3 separate regions of the Gossypium hirsutum genome follow, and regions 1 and 2 are each linked to region 3. A link is a contact called in public Hi-C data. All regions are on one chromosome and are shown on one strand. Each heading gives the region's core, a stretch centred on a gene start, on an enhancer-like site or on the middle of the called end of the contact. The rest is flanking DNA. Distances are from core to core; before and after follow the strand shown.

Region 1 (3,268 bases), core at 488-2,987, 170 kb before region 3:
TTTACCACCAGAAAAACTATTTACAGTAAAATGACCTAAAACATCCAACTTGGCAAGTCGGAAGGTAGCTGGTGACAAGTTAAGCTGAATTACAACAACTGATCCATTATGACCAAAGAGAGAAAGGCCTGTTTTATTCATTTCCATGTATTCAACCACATAATTTGAATTCACATAGGCCTTGGTATCCATTGACAATATCCAATATGTCTGTCCATGCCATTGCAATAATGCATCAGAAGCACTAACCATGAATCTATAATCACCAGTTGACAAGTTACTTTCTGATACAGCATTTGACAGTTTTGCCCCAACTGGAAGCTGTTGTCCGATCACAATTGTATCAGTTGGATGGTAAAAACTCTCCCACAGAGAACCATTAAATTTGTCAAGTAGAACAAGATTACCCATTTCAGTTAGCAGTAATGCATAAATTGTCGTCCGCAACTGAGGTGTTGACCATTTGGGATTACCATCTGGATCTGCAATGCTAATCCCGTTGACTGTAAGATCCATTTTACCGGAGCTTGAGATAGGAGAACCACGATTAGCTGACCAGATGATGGTATTGGATTCAACATGTATGATGCACAAGTAAAAGTTGGTTTGAGCTTCGGGGTTGTAGATAGAAGCTTTGAATGTTCCATTACGAGAGAACAAGAAGGCACCATCTTTGTCAATAAAACTGAAGTGTGAAGCACTGAAATTTGGGTAGATAAACTCTGAGAAAGATTTCGCAGAGACAGAAGAATAGAACAGGAAACCGAAGATAAAGAATAGGAAGGATTCCATAGAGATGGAAAAAAGAATGAGGAGATTTCGTAATGATGGAAGCCTTGTTGGTGAGGATGGAATATGTCTGCAATGATTTTCTTCAAATTTTTTTCATTGCTGGAGCTCAGCATGCGTTGACAAATCTCTCTACAGTGACGAATTCCTGATTGTTATTTAATTGATGCTAACATCAGCAAGGGATGTAAAGCATGACAAATTTGGTTCTAGTCAAACCTAAGTGTTTAACTATTATAATCAGATAGGTGTTTCCATGCACTAGATACACCTTTCCCATCTATATTTTTTTCCTTTATAGAATTTTCCTTTTCACACTGTTATATTCTTACTCAGATAACTTAAATTACACCTTGCAATACACAAGTTGAGAAAGAAAGGAGTAGGAAAAAGACAAGGAAAATAACCAAACACCAACAATACTACCAATTTAATGGTTCCTTGCCAGTCTATCCTACTTGGCTTTATTCCAAAATCATCAATCTGGTATGTACTAGTGCACTTCATAAGTCGCTCAACAACTATATTCGATTCACCTAGGCACAATTTAATATTAAAACTCATACTTGGGTAAACTTGAAGCATGTAGCCCGAGTCAAATGCGTTTTCAGCCATTCACATGTACCAAAATACAAAATTCAAGAAATGAGGCAAAAAAAAAAAAAAGGAACTCAAATAAACAGCGCCCACTATTTTAAACATAAACAAATGAATATATATATATATAAACGCACTTAGTTGAGGAAAACAATCAAACATGTTGTGTACATAAATATATACATATATCTCGAATTAAAAAAATACAGCACTAACCTGCTGAGTTATGGTGCTACCTCCCCCACGAACCGAAAGCGACAAAACAGCTCGACCAATGCCAACTGGATCGATCCCAAAATGTGTAAAGAAGCGACGATCCTCGTAAGCAACGATGGCTTCCCATAGATGTTTTGGATAAGATTTGGTCCGAGCTTCAGCTTCACGAGAGAAAGCAACGAGGCTTTGCCAACGAAGAGCGAAATCGGGCAAAAGGACATTGGACAAAAGACGAAAACACAAAAGGGTCAATGAGAAAGCAAGGAGAGGGAGTAGTTCCTGAATGGGATGATGGGTCTGAATGGAGGGGGACTCTGGACGGACTGAGTTGACTGGTAGGCAAAGCAACGAATTGAAGTGAGTCGGAGACTTCAGAGAGTAGAAAGTCAAGGTTTTACCGAAGAGATTTTGTGGATTTTTGAAGCGAAATTTTGGGGTTTTGCAGTGGATCATCGATCTGTGAGGAGGAGCAACAACCAAACTCATTTTCTCCTTTTTCTCACCGATTTCGTTATTTGGGTAATAAAACTGTTAACATCGTTGAAGCAACGGTCTTAAAAACAAGTTTTTTTTTAAATGGTCATAAAAACAGTTAAACAGTAATTGGTTTTTTTTTATTGCCAATCGCCACAGCCAAGATTTTCATTCTTTTAATTTTTTTATAATAAAAATAAAATAGAAATTATTTTATTCATAATTTTCAATCAAAATTAATTTTTTCAAACCAAATGTTAGTTGCTTGTTATAATTTTTCCAATAGTATTATTTGATTTTTCTTTTCTTTTTTACTTCACTCTATTTCCATGTTTTATTTTTATCATTTTAGTTTTTATTTTTTTTATTATTTTAGCTTGCAACCTTTAAAATTTAGTCTATTGATTTTTTGATAGAAAGGTCGACTAAACTATAAAATTTTAATGGCATTATGTGTAGGGACGAAGCCAGAAAATTTTTTTAGGGGGGTCAGATGAAATTTTAATTTTTTTACAGTTTATATATTTATAATTTGTAAATGATTAAATCAAATTTTTATAAATTTTTATAATTTAGAGGGGCCAAAATGTAATTTCACCTTTACTAATTTAAAATTTTTTAAAAATTTTAAGGGCCTAAAATATAAATTTACATTTTAGGGAGGCCGCGGGGCCCATGCCACCCCCTGGCTTCGCCCCTGATTATATGGTAATTTATGTAGCATTTCACGTATACTTTACTATTAATATAGATAAATTTTTTAGAAGTTTTTATAAATTTTTAAATTTTTTTTATGAATTGTGCAGAGAGTATCATGCTAGTAGCCACGTCAATGTAGTTGAAATTTTAATAGTTTAATCAGCTTTTCCCTAGAAAAACAAATAATTTGACTAAATTTTAAAAGTTGAAGATCAAAATAACAAAAAAAAATTATAAATAAAAAAATAAACATTGGAGACTAAATTTATTATTATGCCAAATAAAATTCACTATATATTTATTTTCACGCTATTATTTTTTTAATTTCATTTTTATAATATTTGTGAAATGTTGATTTAGTTAATATATATAAAAATAATGAAATAATATTTGTCTATTTTAATGAATTGTCTATAAATAATTAAAATGAAAGAGCCACTTGGCCTAAACAAGCATTGACTACCTAATAATATAACATGTGATTCGGATAATA
Region 2 (3,415 bases), core at 75-2,574, 210 kb after region 3:
ACGCAACCATTGCCTTAGCTTGAACTAACAATGCTAAATCGCTGAAAATCATAAAGCAAAGGACTTTGTAGCAGTAATATAAAGCCTAATCCTACTACAAAAGCAAGACAAACACTCAACTACCTGACAAAGGGACAGCTAAAATGTCGCCAGGCGTAATAGAAGTACCCCCCATAGCATTAACATTCATCAAATCTGTTATGGTAGTGGAGTAACTCGCTGCAATTCCAGCTAAAGTATCCACTGGCTTCACCACATATGAAAGGTAAATAGCAGGGAGTCCATTATCAGTCCCATTAAAACAAGTACACGGCAACGGAACAACAAGGTTTTGCCCAACATCGAGAACCGAAGGATCATCAATCGAGTTAGCCTCTCTAATCTGGTCAGCTGACACCAAACCAGCGTAAATAGAATCCGCAATAGACGAAAGCGTGTCCTGGGGTCGGGTCTTGTAGTGAGTGGAAACCGATTTCCGAATTCCATCAACACAAGAACATAGAATGGGGATCTTGACGAAGAGTTGGGAAGGAAGGATGTGGTTTTCGACATCCGGGTAAGAGATATCGATGGCGTTGGCCGTGAGGACCGAAATGGGGTCAACCTGGAAGAGGGAAGCAACCTCGGCGACTTTCAGGTCGGTGTAGAGAGTGTACCCCAACAAGGCATTGCATGAATCAGAGTTGGAACAAGGCTCGATTGTTGATTTTGAAGCTACCAAAGCTACATCGGTGAGAAGCACGAAGCAAAGGAGTTTGTAAAAGGAAAGGAAATTGGGTTTTTGGTTTGGCATTGTTAGGTGCAGGGGCTTGAGGAGTATGGGATTATTTTTTCCTTGTTTCGCTTCAGTTAAAGGCAGGGAAAAACAAAAAAATGGGGGGGGGAGGGGGGGAAAAATATGACAAAAAGAGCTTTGGGTTCTTTGCTTTAGTAAGGGTTTTGGGTGTTAGGGAGAATGGACTAAAAAAAAGGAGTCAAGATTAAACAAACAAACAAAAAAAGAACCCTTTTCTTCTTTGCTTATTATGGTTCAAACTAATGGACAAATGTAGCGGCCATTGAAGGTTTCTAAGGTTTATCAGCTGGTTTTGCTCCTTCACTTTCACTATAATGTAGAAACTTCAACAGCATAAATATGGCTGCTCTCAAGCTGGAAAATGTTCAGTGTTTAGGATTTGGGCTTATTGTTATCTTCTCTTTTATTTTTTCAGGGAAAAAAATGGACTAAAGCAGCAAAGAAGCAGAAAGAGCAGAGGATGGGGGAGGTGAGGAAGGGAAAGCAATGTGTTTTTTCTTGCATAAAGTGAAGAGACACGTCAGATTCTCGATCTTAGAGTCTCCAAAGCATTATTACATTTTTATGTCAAGACTAATTTGCCCTTGTTCTTTTTTGGAAGCCTTACATTGTTATCACAGAGCTTCAATTATTTGTTGTCTTGTACTCTTTTAATAATTTAGCAATAAAAAAATGTTTTGATAATTTCAAAATAATAATACAATTTAATTAAAATTATCATTTCTAACTCTAGAGTGGGTGGTATTAGGCTTTGAGTTTAGGGTGTATTTGGGAAATTCAGTTATGTGGCTTTTAAGATTTTGGAGCGCATAAAGCTGCCTGCCCGGGCTGCCCTACAAGACAACACTGCCCTGGGGTAGCCTTTCCAGGGGCGTGGACCAAAGGCAAAGAATTTCTGCTTCTGGCTTTCCCTTTTTCCTTCAATGTTTCGGTTTCAGACATTACACACCACTATGCCACCATCTCTCCCTCTCCCACGCTTCAAGTCGGCGCGTCTACCGCATTTCGTAATCTGAACAATAATAATGAAATATGTAAAACACTAACAATGTCTTTGGTTTACTGGAACCCAATAGGCTGTAATCTAATAACTTGCAATGGAATAGTTATAACAATAGTTTGATTAGATGGAATAATATTGTAATAATATTCTTTGATTTGATTAAGAGGAATATATATTGTAATAATTAACAAACTTTTAATTTATTATTTATTATTTTATTTTTTTTAGACAATACCTAAAATTATCCAAAGTTCCTCTCATCCCGTAATTAAAAGGATAATGTATTTCAGCGCATTCGAACTCATATCCTCTTGCATTAGCATCAATATTCATATCAATCGATAAAACTCAAAATCTTTAAATATTTCCAAATGATTAGTATACCTTTTAATATTTTTACTAAAAAATAAAATATATTAATTTAATAAAAATATTTATTTAAATTAGTAACCCTTTATTGTTGTTTTAAGTTATATACATTAAAAAGAAAGTCATTCATAAGCCTACAGTCGTATTATTACAATATTTATATTAGTTCAATCTTAATTTGTACAACTACAGTACTATTATTCATAATGGATCAATGGAAATATAAAAAGTAAATTAAGAGTAAACCATCGCTTTACAATTGCGACCACCATTCATCACAACATTAAATCATGATTTTGCAGTTACCATCACCATTATTTCAGTACAAATAGCTCAATGGAAAAAACTACAATATTTTGTTCCAATAAAATTAAAAATTATGACTATTGTTCATGTATTGATGCCATCAAAACATATACTCAATTCCTTTCGCAAAGCCTATTGCTTCTTGTGCGAAGATAACATCAATGCCTACGTTGCTAGAAACAACCTCCTTCCCTAGGAACAACGAAGCTTACTATGTCTTGCATCGATGAACTTATGAAGGGTTCCTCGAGCTATTTAATTCATAACAACTTTCAATCATCCTTTCCCCTATACAAGAAAATTTCCTTGGGCTTTTTTATTCAAGACATGCAAAAATACTTTCTATTATACACAATTGCTCCTTAACGAAACTATGCATATTTTGCGTTCATGGAGATCTAGTAATATTTGCATGAAGATTTAAAAATTGCATACACATAGGTTAATCTTTTGATAATCTTCAAAATCAACATCATAGCATAATAAAAAAAAAGGCAACCAGAGTACATGAATTGCACCAATACAACATCATACCATTTAAGCGCCAAAATCATTCGGTTTAACCTCTATCCAAATAGTAAAAGAACATTTACCTTAATAATATATAAGAAAGCAACTGCATATAAAGACCTTGACAACTTGAACTTAACCTGTAAAATTATAACTAAACCCATAAGATTTGATTTCAAGAAAGGTACCAGATGGTGAAAATTAAAAATCACCATGTTATCCAATTCTAACATTAAACAATAACCGAGTTCACATATCATCTAAATATTTTTAGACAAGTTCAAGAGAAAACTATATATTAATTTTTTTTAGTGCACGTCTTTGTCTTGTTTTTCTTGTTTTGAATTTTCTTGTATTGTTTGGCTTGTCTGTTGTCTTTTGTTCTAGATTGTCATAAGTCACTCGCTTCACTGATTTTCCTATCGTTCTTA
Region 3 (3,261 bases), core at 183-2,682:
ATTATTGCATAATGTAATAATATATTTCAAAACTATTAATACATACATATATATATATGTGTGTGTGTATATAACTAAGAGTTAGACCTACCAATCGATTTGTTTGAATTGGCTCAATTTGATTGTTTAATTTGGTTTTAATGTTAACAATTAGTCAATTAACAGTCACACCAACATGTCCATTAAAAATAGATCAATTTGACAAAAAAAATAATAACGTTAAGGATTAAAGTGCTAAAAAAAAGATAAAGGGCAAAAGTGAACAAATGTCAAACTTTAGGGGCTATTTTTAGTATTATGTCTATAATAATATAGTAGTAATTTTTACTAAAACTTTAATACATATATATATAGCTATGATATATTATATATTATAATAAAAGATATAGTATTACATAATATTATAATATATAAACTATTAATATGTTATATATAATATAGCATTATTCAATATAGTAGTAGGGCTAACTTTCAAATGTACAAAGAACTTAGGGACTTAGAGCATATTTTAACCAAGATAATAATAAACAATAATATATAATGATAATTAATATATTATGTATTACTATTGCAGTACGCGATATATTATTACATAATGTAATATTATATTTTGAAACTATTAGTACTTATATATAACAATTCATTAATCCGAAGTAAAAATCGAATTTACCAAACGATTTACGTGAATTGGATCAATTAATAGATTATATATTATTACATAATATAATAATATATTATATAGGGAGGGATCCGCTTATACAAATAGTTTTACACCCTTTTGTATCTCTTTGAACAATTAATATTTTAACAATTCAATCGTTGAATTTAACAATGTAGTTATACTTGCTATGCATGTAAATTTTCAAGCTGATCTGATATTTCTATCATATAGATCTAAAATACTACACACACATATATATATATTAATATTTATTGAACGACTAGAATTTTTTTAAATAAAACAAATTGTTAGAAAATTTTAATTTACATTAAAATTTTCATGTATGATCTATATAAATGAAATATAAAATGTGAATGTTAGATCGATAAAATATTAATCGAGAATGTAAAATTATTTTAATTTTACATCGATTTAAGTGGATCCCTCTCTATAGTATATAAGTATTCCTAAAACTACTAATACATATATAATATGATAGGAGAGCTAACTTTTGTATATCATTTCCATTAAGGATTTAATGGAGGGTGATAAAAACAGAATCAATTGAAAAACATTTATTATGAAATTAAAAGTTTTGTAGTTTGAATATCAAAATAAAAATATGCTAATAGTTAAGGGACTAATAATAAAATTTACCCTTATTAAAAATAGCGCGTGGTCGTGGCTTTGACATTGCAGTTCAATCCTAAAATTTCTTAGCTGGAACATTATTATTGGTCGATCACAGCAACTCTTATATGACCTTTCTCTTAATTGTCCCATACACCAAACTCACTCCCAGTTATCGGCGCGTGTTTTCCACCGTTTGACTCTGACAACTACGAGTCTACGACTAGCTATCAAACCCAGCAAACATATTGAACTTAAAAATAAAGAAAGAAACAGAGAAAGGAAGCGAAAAGAGTCCTTTTTTTGTGGGTTTTGTTCGCCTTTAACAATGAACGAAGGCATGGTTTTTGGCGGTCGTGCGGCGTGTTTTCTGCCTATAATCTTGGTACTATGTTTAACGAGGAACAGTAATATATTACCGGTTGCTGAAGCTATATGGTTAACGATTCCAAGTTCAGGAACCAAGTGTGTTTCCGAGGAGATCCAGAGCAACGTTGTCGTTTTAGGTGATTATTATGTGATCGATGAAAACAACCCTGATCATATCCCCACCATCTCTGCCCGGGTAATTCTTTTACCTTTTCAACCAAATTCTCCATCTGGGTTTATCTGAGTTCTTCAATTTTCTTTTTACAATTTCAATACTTGTAGTTTAATGGGTTTGCAACTTTTGACGTTCTTCATCTGAAATTTTTGTTGTTGAAGCTTTTACTGGTTTAGTTGATCAGTGATTATGTTGCTACTTTTTATGTTTTGTTGATACAAGGTTTGAGTTTGGTGATCTGAAGGGGTTCACACTGTGTGTCGAGAGTTTATTGGGAAGATGATTTGGAGAGTTTGGTCAGTGTGGCCGGATTTGGGTAGAGTATCGGCCTTGTATTCAGCACCTGCCTCTTCCTGGAGATGGAGGAGAGAGCTTATATAGAGGAACTTGACCTGGCCTCCTTACAGGTGTCCTACAATAGAGGGTCATTTGAGTGCTATTAGTAGAGCATTGGAGTGCTCTACTAGGGTGTGATTGTGTGGAGTTGTAGAGCCAGCAGTAGAGTCTTGAGCGATTCTATGAAATGTGATTGGGGGAGCTTTTGAGTGGACTCTAATGCGACTTGGTGGTGGCACCCGTGAATGGCGTGTGCGGGTTTGGCGAGCCTCTCTGGGCGAGGGGTTAGGTATAACAATGTTCGATTTTAATGTCATATATCTTGGCTTAGCCTTACTATGGGTATGATTTTGTATCCTTTTGCCAGTGTCAAGGATGTCTAGAATCTGTATTTATGGGGCAAGTCATATCCAAGAGTAAACCTTTGCTTAATCTTCCTTTTTTAATATGAATGGGAGTTCTTTTTGGCTAAGGTCAGAAATTACCCTTTGATACTTTAGGATCCTTCAATGGATCCGTATGAATATTGACAGAATAAGTTCTTTTCTTCAGTTTAAATTATAAGTATATGTTTTTAATCCTATATGCTGTTAGCTGAGCCATGAACATGGGGATAAGATATGTGCCTTCAGGTCCTAGGCCACCCCTCAAGGGAAGTCTTAGGTGCTTCTTTTTGTTTCTTAATCTGCAGAAGAACTATCCTTTCTGTTTGATGGAAAAGTCTTGAGGGTGGAAAAAAAAAATTTGTTTGGTTACCTTGGTATGGTTGAAGAATCCCTTTAACTTCGAGGAATAGTAAAAGTAAAATTAATTGGTCATTGAAGCTTCTTTTGCATTTGATACTCTTTGTGTTCGAGTTGACAACTATGACAACTATCTGTAGCTCAGCCGAAACCAAACTAGATGAGGTCATCTACATGGAATTTTCTTCCTACTATCCTCAAATGATTGATATTAATGAGTTTGAAATGAACTACAAGCAGTAAGATATCTTTCAATAAGTTCAGATTCAGGTGCTTTAAGAAAAACGAAGGGTTGGAGCGATATTGAGATCATTGATTTTAATTTTTATGTGTTTTGGAATTTATCA

The links. Hi-C and Micro-C count contacts between places; a contact is called where the count stands out from the background.
Region 1: a Hi-C map of leaf shows a contact between it and region 3, with 2.8 times the contacts expected there. The contact joins the promoter of LOC107962492 here to the promoter of LOC107962500 in region 3. A contact is called at or near these places in 4 of 34 Hi-C or Micro-C datasets (hypocotyl and leaf).
Region 2: a contact with region 3 is called in a Hi-C map of leaf, with 1.9 times the contacts expected there. The contact joins the promoter of LOC107962508 here to the promoter of LOC107962500 in region 3. A contact is called at or near these places in 2 of 34 Hi-C or Micro-C datasets (both in leaf).

The regions. Positions count from the first base shown.
Region 1 is chrA06:6,873,675-6,876,942 of Gossypium_hirsutum_v2.1, forward strand. It overlaps LOC107962492 (G-type lectin S-receptor-like serine/threonine-protein kinase At5g35370), which reads right to left and starts at 1,738. Exons shown (of 2, transcript XM_016898901.2): 1 at 1,603-1,738; 2 at 1-937. The coding sequence starts at 792.
Region 2 is chrA06:7,248,302-7,251,716 of Gossypium_hirsutum_v2.1, forward strand. It overlaps LOC107962508 (lysM domain-containing GPI-anchored protein 1), which reads right to left and starts at 1,325. Exons shown (of 5, transcript XM_016898922.2): 1 at 124-1,325. The coding sequence starts at 793.
Region 3 is chrA06:7,040,660-7,043,920 of Gossypium_hirsutum_v2.1, forward strand. LOC107962500 (transmembrane emp24 domain-containing protein p24delta5) reads left to right here and starts at 1,433. Exons shown (of 4, transcript XM_041115000.1): 1 at 1,433-1,856. The coding sequence starts at 1,620.